Regions from separate parts of the Oryctolagus cuniculus genome. Here region 2 is linked to region 1. Evidence: chromatin contacts called from public Hi-C data. All regions are on one chromosome and are shown on one strand. Each heading gives the region's core, a stretch centred on a gene start, on an enhancer-like site or on the middle of the called end of the contact. The rest is flanking DNA. Distances are from core to core; before and after follow the strand shown. Region 1 overlaps LINGO1 (leucine rich repeat and Ig domain containing 1). Region 2 holds the start of LINGO1 (leucine rich repeat and Ig domain containing 1).

Region 1 (4,279 bases), core at 1,532-4,031:
AAACATTACTGAAAGGCGCATGCCCGTGCAGGTGGCCCGGAAGGGGCCCAACCCCAGGTACCGACGCCAGCTCTACCCCCCACACGGCACCATGGGCACACGACACCAGCTCTACCCCCCACATGGCACCATGGGCACACGACGCCAGCTCTACCCCCCCCACGGCACCATGGGCGCACGACACCAGCTCTACCCCCCACACGGCACCATGGGCACACGACGCCAGCTCTACCCCCCACACGGCACCATGGGCACACGACGCCAGCTCTACCCCCCCCACGGCACCATGGGCACACGACGCCAGCTCTGCCCCCCCACGGCACCATGGGCGCACGACACCAGCTCTACCCCCCACACGGCACCATGGGCGCACGACGCCAGCTCTACCCCCCACACGGCACCATGGGCACACGACGCCAGCTCTGCCCCCACACGGCACCATGGGCACACGACGCCAGCTCTACCCCCGACACGGCACCATGGGCACACGACGCCAGCTCTACCCCCACACGGCACCATGGGCACACGACGCCAGCTCTACCCCCACATGGCACCATGGGCACACGACGCCAGCTCTACCCCCACACGGCACCATGGGCACACGACGCCAGCTCTACCCCCACACGGCACCATGGGCACACGACGCCAGCTCTACCCTCACACGGCACCATGGGCACACGACGCCAGCTCTACCCCCACACGGCACCATGGGCACACGACGCCAGCTCTACCCTCACACGGCACCATGGGCACACGACGCCAGCTCTACCCCCCACACGGCACCATGGGCACACGACGCCAGCTCTACCCTCACACGGCACCATGGGCACACGACGCCAGCTCTACCCCCCACACGGCACCATGGGCACACGACGCCAGCTCTACCCTCACACGGCACCATGGGCACACGACGCCAGCTCTACCCCCACACGGCACCATGGGCACACGACGCCAGCTCTACCCTCACACGGCACCATGGGCACACGACGCCAGCTCTACCCCCCACACGGCACCATGGGCACACGACGCCAGCTCTACCCCCCACACGGCACCATGGGCACACGACGCTAGCTCTACCCCCCACACGGCACCATGGGCACACGACGCCAGCTCTACCCCCACACGGCACCATGGGCACACGACGCCAGCTCTACCCCCCCACACGGCACCACGGGCACATGCATGCACTCTGAGATGAGAGTACAGGTAGTGCCCACCTCCCAGCTCCCCGCTGTCATGGCAACCAAAAGGGCTAAGTGGGGGTGGGGATGGAGAAGGGGGAGTTGGGGCTGCAGCCCACAGAGAAGTGACACGACCGGGTTCTCCTTCTTTTTGCACCCCAAATTCAGGTCACAAGTCTGTGGGCATGTGGGTCCCCCCAGGCAGGTCCCTGGTGTTCCAGAAGGGTCAGGCCAGAGGCCAGCGGCCCTCTCTCCTGGGAGAAGATGAGGCTGGGAGAGTCAGCCCCTACCCTGCAGGTCACCCTTCAGGACCCATAGCCATGTGGCCTGAGCTCTCTCCGTGCCCAGGGCAACCCAGCAACAGTGGGAGCCTGAGGTCTGGGGCCACTGGGCTTGGGGAGGGGCTCCTCTAAACTGGACGCAGAGGGCACAGACCTGGGGAAACCACCGCGTTGACCCTCAACAGGTATCCCTTGTGCCAGCCGCAGCCAGGACCCCTGAAACCCAGGCATTGCCCATTGCATGTGCCCGACAGCCCACAGCGGGGGTCTGTGAGCCCTACTCCACGGGCACAGAGAGGTGAGGGGCAGGGCTGGGGCCAGCACCCCAGGGTACTCGGGGCAGGGGGCATTCAGCTCGCTATAGTCTAATTAACGCCACCTGCAGGGGCTTCACAGTGAGAGTCTAGAGCTGGCTGGGGTGTGGCGGGCTGGCCGAGAGTCCCAGGACCCTGAGGCTCCCAGACCAGATTCCAGCTGTGCCCCTGGGCTGAGCTGCCCCTTGCCAAAGCCAGAGCCTGAAGGCCCAGGTACCGGCCCTAGCGGCAGGGGCGTGGCTCACAAGAGGGTGTGGCACACGGTGGGGGTGATCAGAGCCGCCAGGAGGAGGGTCCTCTCTGGGGGAGACAATCTGACAGGAGAGGTAGGACCCTGACGTGCAGAGAAGGGGACAGCTAGGGAGGGAACAGCAGGTGCAAACCGTGGAGGCTGGACACGGTGGCCAGGAAACGCCCATGGGGCGGCCACAGGCTGAGCAGGTCTCCTGCCAGGGTCTCCCTCCCCAGCACTGGGGTGCACGTGGAGCTCACGGCTCGGACACCCCCTGGAGGCTGCCCGGCGCTCAGCATCACAGGCACCTCCTGGCACCAGCGCTGCCTTTGCACCCTGGCTGGCTAGGGCGGGCACGCCTGCCTGTGGCTGGAGGCAGGGAGCAGGGGCTGGGCCAAACGCTGCTCCAGGCAGTCGGGGCACAGCCCTGGCACGCCGTGCACCCCATGCCTCCTTCCCCTTCCGTGTGTCTCTCCGGCGTGGACCTGGTTTATTTTCAGCCCTCAGCACTTTTCCTGAAAGAGAACAGCTGGGCGGCAGGAGTCACAGAGGGAAGACTTTTCTGACTACTTTGCAGATTTGCCTTTCTATGAAAACTGACACCAGCACGGCCACAGCATGGACAGACAGAGATCTGGGTCCCGGCCTCCAGGTCTCTGAGCTCTGCTCTGGGGCATCCGGGGGCAGGGGTGCAAACGGGGAGGACTGCGGTACTGGGCGCGGGCCACCGGGACCCTCGGTCTCATCGCCAACGCCATCCTACAGAGGGGGAGACCGAGCGGCAGGATCCCCGAGGCCCGACGCGCACCACAGCACTAACGGGGAGCACCTGCTGCGGGCCCCGTGCCCAGCCTGTGGGGTCGCAGCTGACAACGTTCTCAGAGGGGAAGTCGCCCGGCCAAGGTCACTCAGCAGGGCCAACAGCACCCCTGCACCACGCACACAGCCCACCGCCAGGCAGAAAGCAGCGGAGCGGAGGGTTAAACCCGCACTTGTCCGTGTTCGCGCTCCAAGGCTGGGCTCGGTGCCCATGCTGACTGCAGTGGCCAAGGGCGCACGGAGCAGTTCCAACCAGGGCATGAGCCAGGCTCATCGCGCCCCACCTGGCTTCTGTGGCCGGCGGCTCCGGAGCTCCCAGCCAAGCCTGCCTGGACCTCTGGCCTGCCTTCTCTGGGGGCAGGCGCAGAAGGAACAGGCCCATCCTTGGCAGCAATGTAGAAAAGTGCGGCTGAGGCCCCCGAGACCACGCGGGCCTCCCAAGCCCCCTCCCCCACGGGCCACGCCTTGCTCACCCCACTCCCTGGGACTCAGGACGGAGGAGGGCTTTGCAAAGTGTCAAGTTCACAGCAGGGTGAGGCGGGGCTGGGCATGCTGCTGTTGACTGACCAGCACTGGGGAGGCCATGCTGATGTCCACAGCGGGCATGGTGTGTGACCCTTCAACGGCGTATGCACCCACGTGTGCGCGCGCACACACACACAAAACCCCAGAGAGCTCCAGGAAAGCAGAAGCAGCGGAAGTGAGACTTCAGATCTTAAAAGCAGGAAAAGACAATCCCGGCTCAAAAGGAGCAGGGAGGCGCCTGGGCTCCAGGAGGGACCCAGAATCGAGGAGTCCTCGCTGCTACCTTTCAGGCCGCATGCAGGGCAGAGGGTCGCCATGGCAACCCTGGGCAGGGGGAGGCCTGGACCCCCTGCAGGTTTGGCTGGGCAGTGCCCAACCCAGGCGGGACCCTGGGCAAAGGCCAGGTCGGGGATGAGGGGCTGTGTCCTGCAGGGGTCACAGGGAGGAGCGGCCGTGCTGGGCTCACACAGCCCATGGTGCAAGGGAAAAGCAGGCAGGAGGGCCTGGAGGGTGCGGGCAGGGTACCCCAGGGAGGCTCCCAGGGCACCCCAGCTCTGTTAATGCAGGCACTTCAGAGATGGGCTCTGGGGTGGATGCGGGCTTCCAAGGCCAGGAAGAGGAGGGTGGAGAAGTAATTCCGATTGGAAAGAATTCGCCGGTGTGCGCAGGCACAGAGGCCCCTCCCGACTGGATCCGGGGTGCGTGAGTGAGCTGGGGCCACGCTGCCACCTTCCCTGTTGTAGCCCAGTGCCTGAGATGCAAGGAGTTCTTTTTTTTTTTTTTTTAAGACTTTTTTTATTTGAAAGGCAGAGTTATGGGGGATGGGAGGAGAGATGTTCCATTTGCTGGTTCACTCCCCAGATGGTAGCAGCAGCCGGGACTGGGCCAGGCCAAAGCCAGGAGCTTCATGGAGGTCTCTCCCACAGG
Region 2 (4,743 bases), core at 344-2,843, 140 kb after region 1:
CTGGCTCCTGCCCACTCCCCAGCAGGCGGGGATGCAGCAGGAGATGCTGGGGTGGGAGCAGGGCTTAAGCCGGCACGCAGATCCAACCGGCACTGCCAGACCCCAGGGACGCAGGCAGACCGGCCTGCCCAGCACCGCTGCCTCCAGACTCACACCCTGGGTGCCAGGAAAGAGAGGGCTGCCAGGGGCCGCTGGGGACCCCAGGGGCTCTACCCCCCGCAACCTCAAGCTGGAGGGAGTCAACGCAATCGGCCATCCGCAGCTTCCGGGGCCCCACGCGGACATCTCCCCAGCCAGTCTTCCTCCGCACCGGCTGGGCGGCCTCCGGGTGTGGGCAGGTTCCGAGGCCCCGCAGCAGAGTACGGGGAGCCGAAAGACCACGGCCTCGGTGCCCAGGGCACCGCGCCAGCAGGTGCCCCCTCTCGAGCCAACTGTCCCGCAGAGAAGCAGCGCGGGAGACACACAAAGGCAGGCACACAAGGGCCACATCTCCTCCACTCTGGCCCCGCAACCCCCGTGTCTCTGGCCTGGTTGCAAAGACTCGGCTTCCCGGCCTGGGGAACGTGGCCACGCGGTACCAGCTGACCCTGGCGGGGTCACAGGAGCCCGGCGCCCGGAGCGGCTCCAGCCAGACGCCGCAGGGCCGGCTGGGCATCCCGGGGAGCCGGCGGCCGCGCTGGCTGGGGCAGAGGCTTAGCGCACTCGCGTGCCCGCCAGGGAAGAGGCCAGAGTTCCACCCCACACCCTTAAAGAGCCTCCCCGCCCCCTCCCGGCCTGCCGCGCCCCGGGGGCTCCGCAAAGTTGCTCCAAGTCGCAAGGCTTCTGGTGGCAGGTGCGGGTTGAGGCGGGGCCGCGCGCAGGCGGGAGCGCGGTCACGGCCTGAGGTACAGAGCGCGCACCCCCCAGCTCCGCGCGCGAGCGCCCCCCACGGACGCGCACTCGACACCCGCACCGCTGCCCCCAAGGCTCCCGCCCAATCAGAGGCCGCGCACGCGGCGCTGCCGGCGCCCGGACCCCCTGCTCCCTGGCCTGCGTCCCCGCGGCCCCAGCCTCGCCGCAGCGGCCCGGCCCGGCCTCACTCACCATCCGGGGCGCGCCGTCCGCGCGCGGCTCTGCTCCGGGCCCGCATCCCCCGGCTCGGCTGCGCTCCAGTCCCGGCTCCGGCTCGGGTGCCCGCTCCACAGGGCTCGGCTCCGAGATGGTGGCAGCGGCGCGAGCGAGGCAGGGAGGGCGTGTGCGCGCGTGAGAGCGCGGCGTGTGCGTGTGCGTGTGCGCGGGAGGACCCTGCGCTCCCCGGCGCGGCCGGCTCCTGCCTCCAGCTCTCCGCGCTGCGATGCCGGCAGAATCCCTAACGCGCGCTCCCGGCCGCCCGGGCGCTCCCACCCGCGCACACCGAGCGCGCTAGGGCCCGCCGCCGCCTCACCGGGGCTCCGCACTCCCGGGCTCGCCCTGATGGGGCGCTCACAAAGGCCCCCGGCCCCGGCCGCCCGGAATCCCCAGAGCGCGGCCCTGCGCCCTCTGCCGGGCCGGCCGCTCACGTGCCCCGCCGCTCCCCGTGGGGACCGCGCGGGCGCTCGGCTCCTCCACCACGCCCGGCCGAACCCCAGCCCTGGAGCCCGGCTCCGCTTCCGCGCCCCCACCCGCAGGCTTCGGCCCCCCGCCCCTGCGCCGCCGCCCGCGCTGCGTGCTCTCGCGCCCCCTTCTCCTCTCGGCCGCCGCCGCCTCTCCGCTTCCTCCCCGCCCGGCTCCCCCTGCCCGGACTCTGTCCCGCGTCTGTCGCCGCCGCCCTCTCCCGCGCCCCCCGCCCCGACACCGCCCGCGCCGCCTCTCACATCCTCCGCAAGACACCGGGGCCGCTCGCGGGGCCCGGGGTGGCGCGCGCACTGGGCAGCGAAGGGACCCGCAGTGCCCCGGCTCTGCTGTCCCCTGCGCCCCCCGCTCACTCCGCGGTTCCCGGCCCCTGGCTCCGGCCCGGCGGGTGGCGACGTCCCGCGCTAGCCTCGGCGACCGCCGACACCTCGCCTTTCGCCCGGGCTTAAAGGGATAGCGCACCCGCTGCACCTGCCCCACCCCAGGGCGCCGGAGGGCGGCCCAGCCGCGCGGGAACAGCACGGGGCGGCGGCGCGGGCGGCGCCCGGCCCGCCACAGCCGAGCACGGTCCTCCGGGCCTGGAGGTGAGTGGAGGAGGAGGACGGTGGGGAGCTGCCCGGACCACGCCATCCAGAGGGCGCTCGGCGCTCCTTGGCGGCCGAGCCTGGTGTGGGACCGCATGGGCTGGGCGCCCTGGACTGCAGGGTCGGGGACGAGGTACTGGGGAGCAGCTGCCCCGGATCTGAAGACACCTGCTGCGCTGGGAGGACCCAGGTCGCCTCCCGCTCCTGCTGTGTGACCTTGGGTACTCGCTGACCCCTCTCTGCCCCTCCCTTTACCCTTTTGTGGAAGGAAGGACGTTGGCTTCCATCGTCACTGGGGGGCGACTCCCACAGGGTGTTCGCCTTTCTGGGGGCTAAGGGCTTGCCTTGAACCCCATCTCCTCCTTGCTCGTGAGATTTGGGGTGCTGCTAGGTGCTCAGGGAACCAGGGGACAGGGGCAAAGCTGTGCGGTACCAGGACCTGCTGGGTAGGACACTCTACAGTTTGCAAAGTTCCTGTGTATTCCGGCTCTCTCTCTCTCTCGACCCTCGTGACACCCCCTGGGAAGTAAAGTGCACCCCTGGGCTCTGGGCAGCAGCATTTTCTCACTCCCACCACAGACACCTGCAGGGGGAAACCTTTCATTAAACGCCCATCGTGGGCCCATCCTATGGGGGCCTGGGACGCAGGTGATATAGGAAAGCAGGGAGCGGGAGTTGTGATGGAGCTGTAGGGAGTAGAGAAAATTCGGGCAGGCTTCCTGGAGGAGGTGATGTTGACGCCAGGTATTGGAGCATGTGTAGGAGTTGGCCAGGCAGGAAGGAACAGAATGGGCGTCCCCGCCGGAGGAGAGCCTGTGCAAAACCTGGAAGCGGGAAATCGGGAGTGACGGGCAGACTGGGGCGCAGACAGACTGGGGAAGCCTCGGACTGAGGCGTTTCAACTTCTCTTTGGGGCAGCAGTGAGACTCCACTTGGCAGATCCGGGTGGAAACCTCCCGCCCCGTGCCGGGGGCGCGGCTAAAGGCTCCCCAAACCCAGCAGCTGCGGAAGGAGGCCTCGCCTCTCCTGCCGCCCGATCCTAACCCCTGCTCCAGTCTGCGACCAGATGCAGCACAGCCTCCCCCTGCTGCCCGGAGCTGGAAGTGTAGGAAACCCGGAGTGTGCGCAGTGGCGGGCGGGAGCCCAGGACGCTGCACACCCTGCACCCCTGCGTCTGAAGTGGCCCTGCAGAGACCCCCGGCTTTGGGTGAGGCAGACCCAGTGCTAGCCTCCCTGTCACGTGGGAGCAAACAGCAGGTGACCGTGGGGGATTCCTGCCCGGGAAAGGCTTGGCCACGGCGGGCGTCCCGTGAAGTTGCTTTTCCCTCCCCACAGCCACGCTCAGCTCTGTGTGGCCTCTCCAAAGTCCCTTTTGTCCCCTTTCTCCTGGCCGGGTACCTCCCACCTTCCTAGCAGACTCCTGGGGGTGGAGGGGAGGGGCTCCAGGGAGATGAGCTCACAGCATTGCCTGTGTTGGTTCAACAAACCACCTGACGAGTCCTCCCAGGACATCCCGGCGGCCCAAGGGAAGGCAAACAGAGACAAACAGCCTGTCCCCGGAGACCCCGACATCCATGCAGAGCAGCAATTCCAGGCTGCAACCCCCTCCGCCCCTCCCACTTGTCCTGTCCTGGGAGCTGCACAGCCTTGCTCTCTCTGCTTGGGGGTTCCACGCCCAGCACCCTTGCTCTGAACCTCAGCTTTCTCCCCAAGTGTGTGCCCTGCCCCACGGGGGTGAGGATCTGGGTCAGCAGTCCTGCACGAAGGCAGGCAGGGGCGGCGGTGTCTCAGGGGGTCCCCCTGTGTCCTGCCATTGTGTCGGTGGCCAAGAGCTGCTGCCTCCTGTGCCTCCCAGCAGGCTTTCTAGAAAGGCACGTGGAGGACAATGGCCGCGCCCTCTGCGCTCTGCCAGGGTTCCCGCAGCTAGGGGTGGAGTTCTGGGGGCCGGAGGCCCGACTGGTGCTTCCCTGCCAGGAGCCAGCGTGGGGACTGGCGTGGGCTGCTGCAGATGCCTGCCCAGGGTCAGCCGTCCCCACAGGCCAGAGGTGGAGAGCTTGGTCTTGAAGCCAGGACCACCTGGGGCTGTGAGAGTGGCCCACCGGGAACCCCAGGAGACAGTGGGCACTTCCTGGCCACCTTCTGCAAACTCTCTGCTCCCCTGTGCTGGGCTGGGAGACAGATCACTAAGAGCAAGGTTTGAACCCTTGCTCTTAGGTCATTGGGAGGCCGCAGCAGGGACCGAGGGACCCCAGTCCCTCTTCCTCTCTCTCGCTCCATTCCTGGCTTCAGATGTGGCTGCTCGTGCCCCCACCACTGCCTGCTGCCACCTACCTGGAGGTCAGGTGAATGGGGCCACCTGGTCTTGGATTTGAACCTCCAGAGCTGTGAGCTAAATAAACCTCTCCTCTTCATAAAAGTAGTTTTCTCGGGTATTTCATGGTAGTAACGTAAAGCTGACACCCCACGGGTTCAGAGAGAGGCTGCACCAGCCAGCTGTGTCTGCACACATCCATCTGCCCTCCTCTGAGTTCTCCCCACCTGTCCGCACCACCTCCCGGATCCCACACAG

The links. A called contact is a pair of places that touch in the nucleus more often than the background predicts.
Region 2: a Hi-C map of psoas muscle shows a contact between it and region 1, with 5 times the contacts expected there. The contact joins the promoter of LINGO1 here to the enhancer-like site in region 1. A contact is called at or near these places in 3 of 6 Hi-C or Micro-C datasets (ear pinna, psoas muscle and an unstated tissue).

Annotation. Positions count from the first base shown.
Region 1 is chr12:108,128,865-108,133,143 of mOryCun1.1, forward strand. The region is part of intron 3 of LINGO1 (leucine rich repeat and Ig domain containing 1); the gene reads right to left. Among named protein-coding and RNA genes, the nearest start is that of LINGO1, 140 kb to the right of the region's middle. Within about 2 kb of position 2,782, at least 1 of the 8 cell types and tissues checked has an H3K27ac peak or open chromatin away from gene starts, as enhancers often do.
Region 2 is chr12:108,266,875-108,271,617 of mOryCun1.1, forward strand. LINGO1 (leucine rich repeat and Ig domain containing 1) reads right to left here and starts at 1,594. Exons shown (of 4, transcript XM_070054640.1): 1 at 1,084-1,594.